Linked DNA regions of Mus musculus: region 2 is linked to region 1. A link is a contact called in public HiChIP or PLAC-seq data. All regions are on one chromosome and are shown on one strand. Each heading gives the region's core, a stretch centred on a gene start, on an enhancer-like site or on the middle of the called end of the contact. The rest is flanking DNA. Distances are from core to core; before and after follow the strand shown. Region 1 holds the start of Tex264 (testis expressed gene 264). Region 2 overlaps Rad54l2 (RAD54 like 2 (S. cerevisiae)).

Evidence for each region. HiChIP or PLAC-seq counts read pairs in DNA pulled down with a chosen protein or histone mark.
Region 2: an H3K27ac HiChIP or PLAC-seq map of embryonic stem cells shows a contact between it and region 1, with 13 read pairs. The contact joins the enhancer-like site here to the promoter of Tex264 in region 1. A contact is called at or near these places in 5 of 39 promoter capture datasets (the HPC-7 cell line, embryonic stem cells, epiblast stem cells and 1 more), 3 of 484 Hi-C or Micro-C datasets (embryonic stem cells, liver and nephron progenitors), 7 of 115 datasets of contacts at active chromatin or transcription factors (the SCID.adh cell line, effector CD8 T cells, embryonic stem cells and 2 more) and 3 of 9 other capture datasets (adipose tissue, liver and pancreatic islet).

The regions. Positions count from the first base shown.
Region 1 is chr9:106,683,910-106,687,764 of GRCm38.p6, reverse strand. Tex264 (testis expressed gene 264) reads left to right here and starts at 1,813. Exons shown (of 6, transcript NM_001081654.2): 1 at 1,813-1,930; 2 at 2,770-2,836.
Region 2 is chr9:106,738,533-106,742,387 of GRCm38.p6, reverse strand. All of the region lies in intron 2 of Rad54l2 (RAD54 like 2 (S. cerevisiae)), which reads left to right. Among named protein-coding and RNA genes, the nearest start is that of Rad54l2, 49 kb to the left of the region's middle. Within about 2 kb of position 2,222, at least 21 of the 459 cell types and tissues checked have an H3K27ac peak or open chromatin away from gene starts, as enhancers often do. A contact at or near this core is called in embryonic stem cells and liver, where this site is marked.

The DNA.
Region 1 (3,855 bases), core at 564-3,063:
GGAGTTGTGGGAGCACTTTACACCGAGTGGATATTCTCGGGCAGAGTTGGGGGTGGGGCTCTAACAGGGTTTGGAATGGGAGGAGGGGAGGAAATGGACAGTTCCCTCTAACCCCGCAAGTTTAAGAGGAGCCGCCCCGGGGACATACCCTCTGGCAGTCTACACAGAACTAAAGCACCTCAGTTGGTGATTACTGGGAAAGAGGAAGGTTAAGTCTGGGCTTACACTAAGTGGGGTCTGTGCTATTGAGAGAGGTCTGGGAATGTAAGGTGAGCCGGTCTCAGACCTGGTAGGAGTGTACAAAGGGCCTTGCCAAGGAGTCTGTTGCCCCCTGGTGGTCACTTGATAGCCGGCATTGTTGGAAGCACTGGGAGATGAAGTCTGGTGGGCTGATTCCCAGTTGCAGGCTCTCCTACAATAGAGTGCTGACATTCCTCAGGCATACCTGCAACTCTGATACTGAGTTCTAGAGTTCCCACCCAGGCTAAGGGAAGTGAGCCAAGACAGCAGGATGAAGAAAGAGTGTCTCCTGACAGTCATTTCCTGACACAGGCTAATGAGTTTCAGAGAGACAGAATTAACATGTGCTCTGAACCTGGGCCATGTGCCCTTCGTGTCTCAAGAACCCTATCTAGTGTACAGCCCACCTGCCCGAAGCAGCCAATCATTACCATGTTTGATGTTCACGGTAAAATAGCTATAATGACTTTCCTGCCCTCTCTACTTTGAAGACTTTTGAGTAGCTAGCTGCTTTTTCTTACCAGCCTGTCTACAGCATTGGGACATTTGTCTTGTGGATGACATTCAAGATCACATGTTACCCCATGGCTGCTGGCTTTTTCCAAAGTCATCTTATATGCTCTTTGGGTGATCAACTTTCCATAAAGCAATCTTGTCAGAAGTACTAATATAGTCCTTGGCCCAGCCTGTCTGGCATCAAGATTTATAAACAGCCAAGTTTACAAGCATAGTGGCCTTCCTCACTTCCAGCATAGATCTGGGCGTCTCAGGAGGTGCCCTCAGTACAGTGCTTTGAGATTCATAGGTCATCAGATCCTAGCTCAAGATTGAACCTGTATTGAAGGAGCTTACCCTTGACTTGGGAGTTACCTAAGTTATATTAACTTAGTAGAAACTCCCAGCAACCACAGCCAGGGCTGTGAAGTAGAAGCTTTGAAAAGAGGTGTTCCCTGGAGTGAACTTCCGGAGGCCAAGGCTTTCATTTGGTTCACTCAGTGTTTCCATAATAAAGGTTGGATGGAGGGATGGTCGTCCCTATGCTCAGAGAATCCCTGATGGGTGGCTGAGTGAAGACACTTAAATTTGCATTCTCCAGAGATTGTTCAGAGCATCTTTTGTTTATCCATAGCTTCCTCAGCTGTTAAGACCTGAGCAAGCGGCCAGACTTGAGAAGGTTCTGAGGGAAGGTGGCGAGAGTAAGACTGGTTCAGTTAGTAAGAGGCCGACATTGCTGTGCGGATCCTCTCTAAAATGCACAAACACTATTCAGTCCCGCTTTGGCTTCCTGGGCTTCTGGAGCAGGCAAACAGGCTGACTTTCCCGGTGCTTGGAGCCCGCCTTCACCCCTGCGCCTTCCCTTCCCTCCCTGTCGGCCAGGATACCTTGGGGTATTGGTTGGTTGTTGCTTGATCACCTTCAGGAGTTCCCCTTCATTGGAAGCAGGAATGTGTGTTGTGGGCCCAACCCAGCTGGGGGGGGGGGAGGCGGCGGGGGAGGCGTGCATGTTACCAAGGAGACGGGGCGGGGCAGGCCTCCGCCCTCCAAATCTGGAGCGCACGCGCCCACAGCCACGGTCACGTCCCGCCGCGAAAGGGGCGGAGCGAGCGCGAGGGGCAAGCGCACACAGGCTCCACGACTGAGCCCCTATCTTCCTCCGGCGCCCGTCCGCGTCCGTGGGGCCGCCGCTGAGGTGAGGGCGGGGCCAGAGGCGAGGCGTTCCCGACGGGGTGTCTGCCGGGGCTCCCCCTCATCCCCTCCCGCCTGCTCCCCGCGGCCTGAGCCGCCCTCTGCCCCGCGTCTGACTCACTGCTGGCCCAGCCTGCTTCCCGGGCCTGAAAGCGACGGGGAGGCGGTCCTGACCTCTCGGCGCGGATCCTGCCTCGGTGCTGGGTGCGGGAACGTCCGGGGTCCGTGGGACTAGAGGGGAACGGGCGGGGCCCTCACCTTTCAGCAGCGCTGCCTGTGGCCGCGCGTCGCGTCGCCGCTCCAAACTTTAGCGTGTCTGAAGTTGCAGAGGTGCAGGAGGCCGTGAAGCGAGCCGGGGCGGCAGGAAGCCGACAGCACGAAGCGGCGACCCCAAGGCCCCCCGGCTGCTAGCACCCAAGTTCGCCGGCGCAGGTCCCTTTAAGGGCCCGGCCCTCCGCAGAGCGCACGTGAGCGGCCTCCGGAAGCCTGCGCCTAGTCCCTACTCCGACGCTTGCGGGCCAAGGAAGTCATCTCTACCCTGCACCTCTGACATTAGTGGAAACTGAGGCCCAAGAGAGGGCACACGCTGCCCAAGGTCAGCAGCAGGGGTTGCGTTGGCGCCAAGTGTGGTAGTCGGGCCCAGTGAAGATCATAGGCATGACGTTGTGAAGCTGGACTTGGCCTGACTCCCCCCCCCCCCCCGCGCGATCTGAGGGTGGGGTTGGCGCGTTTGTAGACGGGTCCCCGTTCTGTGGGCTTTCCCTGGAACAGGGTTACTCAGGGCCTGCTTTGCTCACTGCCTGTGTCTAGGGCTGGGATGACTGTTCCTTTCTGCCCCCCTAGCGCCGGAGTACTGGAGCCCTGCTGGACTGGATGCTATGAGTTGCTAAAAGTGAGCCTGACTTTTTCGGTGAGCCTTCCCATCCCCTGTCCTCGCCTTTCTCTATTGGGTGTGGGGAAATTTGCCTTACTTCTTCCTTGGCTGACCAAAGCTCTGGGGATGGGCAGAAACATAGCCCCCTTTTTCTGAACAGTTTGCGAAGTGGAAGGAAGAGACAGGTTGGGAGCTAAGTTCCCTTAAACAGAAGTGTGTGGCAGTGCTTGTCACTCCCAAGACAGGCTATGGCCTAGATATTGAGAGCTTCTAGCCTTGAGATAAGCGAGGGCCAAAAGATGAAGTGCCTTTTTGGAAACCAGAGGAGGGAAAAACTGTCAGTGAACGGCGGTTAGACTGTTGGGTTCCCATGGCCTGTGTTTTGGTCCAGGTGGCTCAGTGTAATACCTATGTGACCTTGGGCAAGCATCTTGACCTCCAACCACTTATTTCCTGATGTGTACCTACCTTCTTAGATTCTCCTTGAGGATTAGTGAAATAGCTGAGTTTCAGGGTTCAGACAGTGCCTAGCCTATATCAAGAATGAGTGGAAGATTTGGTATGATCATTATCAGAGAAGAGAAGAATGAAACCAACCGGAGGTGGGATGAGTAGGGCAGAGAGAGCAAACAGAGAAGATAATGAAGCTTACAGGCAGACCTACAGGGTGCATGAGGAGACCGGTGGGAGTGTCCTGACACCAGAGTTGGCTTCTTTGTAAGGCCAGTTCTGTGTGCTCATTGACTCCAAAAACAGACTTTAGCATATCTTCCACTCAGAACCTTCATATATCAATAGAGCTAAGTTTTCTGTAGGGCTAAATAAAGCATTGTCTTTTCAGCTCTAAAACCTTTTACTTTTTGTTTTTGTTTTTCGAGATGGTTTCTCTATGTAGCCCTGGATGTCCTGGCACTCATTCTGTAGACTAGGCTGGTCTCCAACCCGAAATCCGCCTGCCTCTGCCTCCAGAGTGCTAGGATTAAAGCTATGTGCCACCACTGCCTGGCTTAACCATTTACTTTTTTTTTTTTTTTTTTTTTGGTTTTTTGAGACAG
Region 2 (3,855 bases), core at 973-3,472, 54 kb before region 1:
TTAGACATAAGAGTTCATATTGACCTTTATTTGATGGGCTCTACATGAAGCTTATAGTTGTGGAATTTCTTAAGGTTAACAAACCTCATAACATACAGAACATAAAAGGGTATGTGATCCGCATGACCCTGCTGCTCTGAGTCGTTATTTTTGTGTGTTGGTGACTGGTAGGCATATTACAACAACAATATAAAATAGCTGGTAGGCATGAAGCAACACGGCTACAGCTTTGCTAGGGGGTAGACCTCAACACTTCTGTCTTAGGGTTTTACTACTGTGAACAGACTTGAACCATATATTTTATATTTTTCCTTTCTAGGCTTGCTACACTTGTTTAAAACACTCTTCACGAGATTTAACCAGACAGTAAAGTCTCTGCTGGGCTTTTTTGAGACTTCCTTTGTTAATGCAATTAGTAAAAAATCTCTTTATCTTAGATTCAGGTAGACTTTTCAGACAAGGGCAAAAAGCAGCCACATTATCCACCAAAATACCACAAAACCAGTCTTTAGGCCACATTCTGAAAATCTTTTCCACCCAACTCTCTTGGGCCAGGTCTGCACTTTTAATAACAAAGTCTTCCATATTAATGGAAGAAATGGAACGATAGCCCATAAAGCCCCATTTAAAGCGTTCCACTGCTTTCCAAAACCAAAGTCCCCAAATCCACATTCTTCCAAACAAAAGCATGGTCAGGTGTATCACAGCAATACCCCGGTCCCTGGTACCAACTTCTGTCTTAGTTAGGGTTTTACTACTGTGAAAAGACACCATAACCAAGACAAGTCTTATAAAGGACATTTAATTGGGGTAGCTTACAGGTTCAGAGGTCCAGTCCATTATCATCAAGGGGGGAGCAGGGCAGCATCTAGGCAGACAAGGTGCACGAGGAGCTGAGAGTTCTATGTCTTCATTCAAAGATGGCTAATGGAAGACTGGCTTCCAGGCAACTAGGGTGAGGGTCTTAAGCCCACACCCACAGTTACACACTTACTCCAACAAGGCCACATGTCCAAATAGTGCCGCCTTCTGGGCCAAGCATATACAAATCATGACAACATCTGAAGAGTAAGAGAAACTATGAAAACCAGGTTTTACACATCGACATTTATAGGGAAGGCTAGAGAAAGATCAGCAGGAAAAAATGTCTACCAAGGAGGAATCCAGAGGGCAGTGCTGTGAAGGAAGTCAGGTAACAAAGCATTTCAAAGAAGAGAGTCTTTAGCCAGAAGAGGTGCAAGAGTCCCCTGGAGCTAGTCACACACAGTTGTGATCTACCATGTGAGTGCTGGGAATTGAACATCAGTCCTCTGAAAGAGGAGCCAATTCTCTAAACCACCAAGCCATCTTTCCAGCCCCCTTTCCTGCTTTCACAGTCAGGGTCTCACTTGCTAGTCTTGCTGTCATAGAATTTACTATATAGCTTGCCTAAACTGGCCTTGAGCAGTCTTCTTGCTTTGACCTTCCATATGCTGAGATTACCCTTAATGTCTTGATGAACAGTTTCAGGGCAGTGATAGAGGCTTAAAGAACAGGTGGGTAGGAGACCCTCAGAACAACTGTGTGTGTGTGTCTGTATCTGTCTTGTCTCTGTGTGTGTTATTGAGGATTGAACCTAAGGCATCTTTGATGCTGGGCAAGAGATTTACCACTGGGCTACATCTCTAGCACTCTTCTTACTTAAAAAAAGTAATAAAATTTTCTTTCTTTTTCTTTTCTACCCCAAATCCCTGTCCTCGCTCCCCACAAGATCTTACTAAGTTGTCCAGGCAGGCCTTGAACTTCCAAACCTCCTGCCTTAGCTTCCTTGAATAACTAGGATTGCAGGCTTATACCACAAGTCTCAACGAAGAATAGATAGGTGAGAACTTTTGCTATATACAAGCAGATAAGAGCCAATAGTGAAGGGGGAAGTTGAGGTCAATAGATTTTTCTGGCTTGATGCTTTATTTATTTATATTATTGTTATTTCTTAAATTGGTTTGAACCCCCTTGCCTCTGTAGAATTTGGAAAGTGTGTGGGCCACCATCTCAACTAGGAGGAGTTTCTTGTTTTTGTGTTTTTCAATTAGTAAGTTTTATCCTTTTAGCCACATGACAATAGAAATGATCAGGGAGGGAGAGAAACTGATGATGCAGGAAAGGCAAGGTACAGTCTATGCTGCTTGGATCCCTGCTGTGACTATGGCCTTGAATTGTCTTCACTATGAGATACAGTGCTGAGTAGTAGGCAGGAACATGCCTCAGGCAAGACAATCAAGTACTTAACTTCTGTGATCTTGGGCAAGTCCTTGATGAACCTTTTAGTCCCCAAACACAAACTGAAAACTCTGAAACACAAATTCTAGGTCTTTTATTTTGTTGTTCTGTATGAGGATTGGGAAGGATGTGCATTTAGGAAGAAAAGAAACAAACAGGCTGTCGTAGATGAGCCTGGGGTAGCAGCCTGCTCTGACCAAATGGAAGGTGTCTTAGGCTTTCTTGTTACACTTCAGCTAGGCGAGTTTCAGCATACTGGTATTTCTGTGGGTGGACAGTCGCACTACTTAAGTTACAGTTTCCTGTTTGTTTGTTTTGCAGTAAGGTCTCTGGCTGGGCAGTGGTGGTGCATGCCTTTAATCCCAGCACTTGGTAGGCAGAGGCAAGAGGATTTCAGAGTTCGAGGCAAGCCTGGTCTACAGAGTGAGTTCCAGGACAGACAGGCTACACAGAGAAACCCTGTCTTGAAACAACAACAACCAAAAGGGTCTCTGTGTAGCCCTGGCTGGTCTGGAGCTATATATGAAGATTAACCTGCCTTTGAACCCATAGAGTTTGCCTGCTTCTGCTTGAGGAATGCTGGAATCAAAGGTGTGCAGTACCCCTCCCAGCTAAAGCACAGTTTCAGACCAGGTATCTTTGTTCTGAGTTTGTTTTTTACCATTTTCCCCACTGGCTAGGAAGTTATAACAGTTTCTCTTGAGAATGCTTGATTATTTACTGTTGGACTAATTTTTTTCAGAATAGCATTTGCCATAATTTTTCAGCCTTTTGGCTAAGACCAAATGTCAAATAGCAAAAGTCAGAATTTATGGCAGCCTCTCTGTTTGAGATGAGGCAGTGCCAATTTAGATACCAGTTCCTGTCTTCCCTTTCTCTGCCAGGCTGGAGGCACAAAGGGGCAGAGTGTTTGGGTATGCCAAGGGTATCAGAAAAGCACACCAGACATTGACCCCATTGTTCAGCATGACTTGGAAGGACCTTTAGCAGTCTTTCTCAATTAGGGGAGAGGACTGTCTGCTGCTGCATTTGTATTTCTTAAATTATTTAATGTATTGTGCTCGTTTATGCCTATGGCTATTTTGACATTTGAGAACTTACCATTTCCTATGGATTTGTAAAGATTTTAATATGTAGATAGAAGTCTTGTCTTTGACATACATAATACAATCATTATCACCTGGTTTTCTTCCCCTAATCTTCCTGATTTTTTTCTTTTCTGTTTTCAGAAATATATTTTGTTTTGTTCTTTTAGAGGTAGTATCACATGTGACCTAGACTGGCCTTGAACTTGCTATGGAGCACAGAGGTTGGCCTTGTTCTCCGTATTCTCCTGTGATCCCCTCCCAAGTACTGGGACTCTAGGTGTGTGCAGGCCTGGCATCTGTTTTTGGCTTTTTTGGGACAGCCTTGCTATTTATTAGCTCAGGTTAGTAGCTGCTGTTGTTTCTCCTTCTCCCTGCCCCCTTTCACCTCCTCCTCTTCCTCTTTTAAATAGAGTTTCATGTATTCTAGGCTGGCCTTGAACTTATTTGCCCCAAAGATACCCCATGGCTAAGGCAACTCTATACAGAGAAACCCTGTCTCAAAAAACCC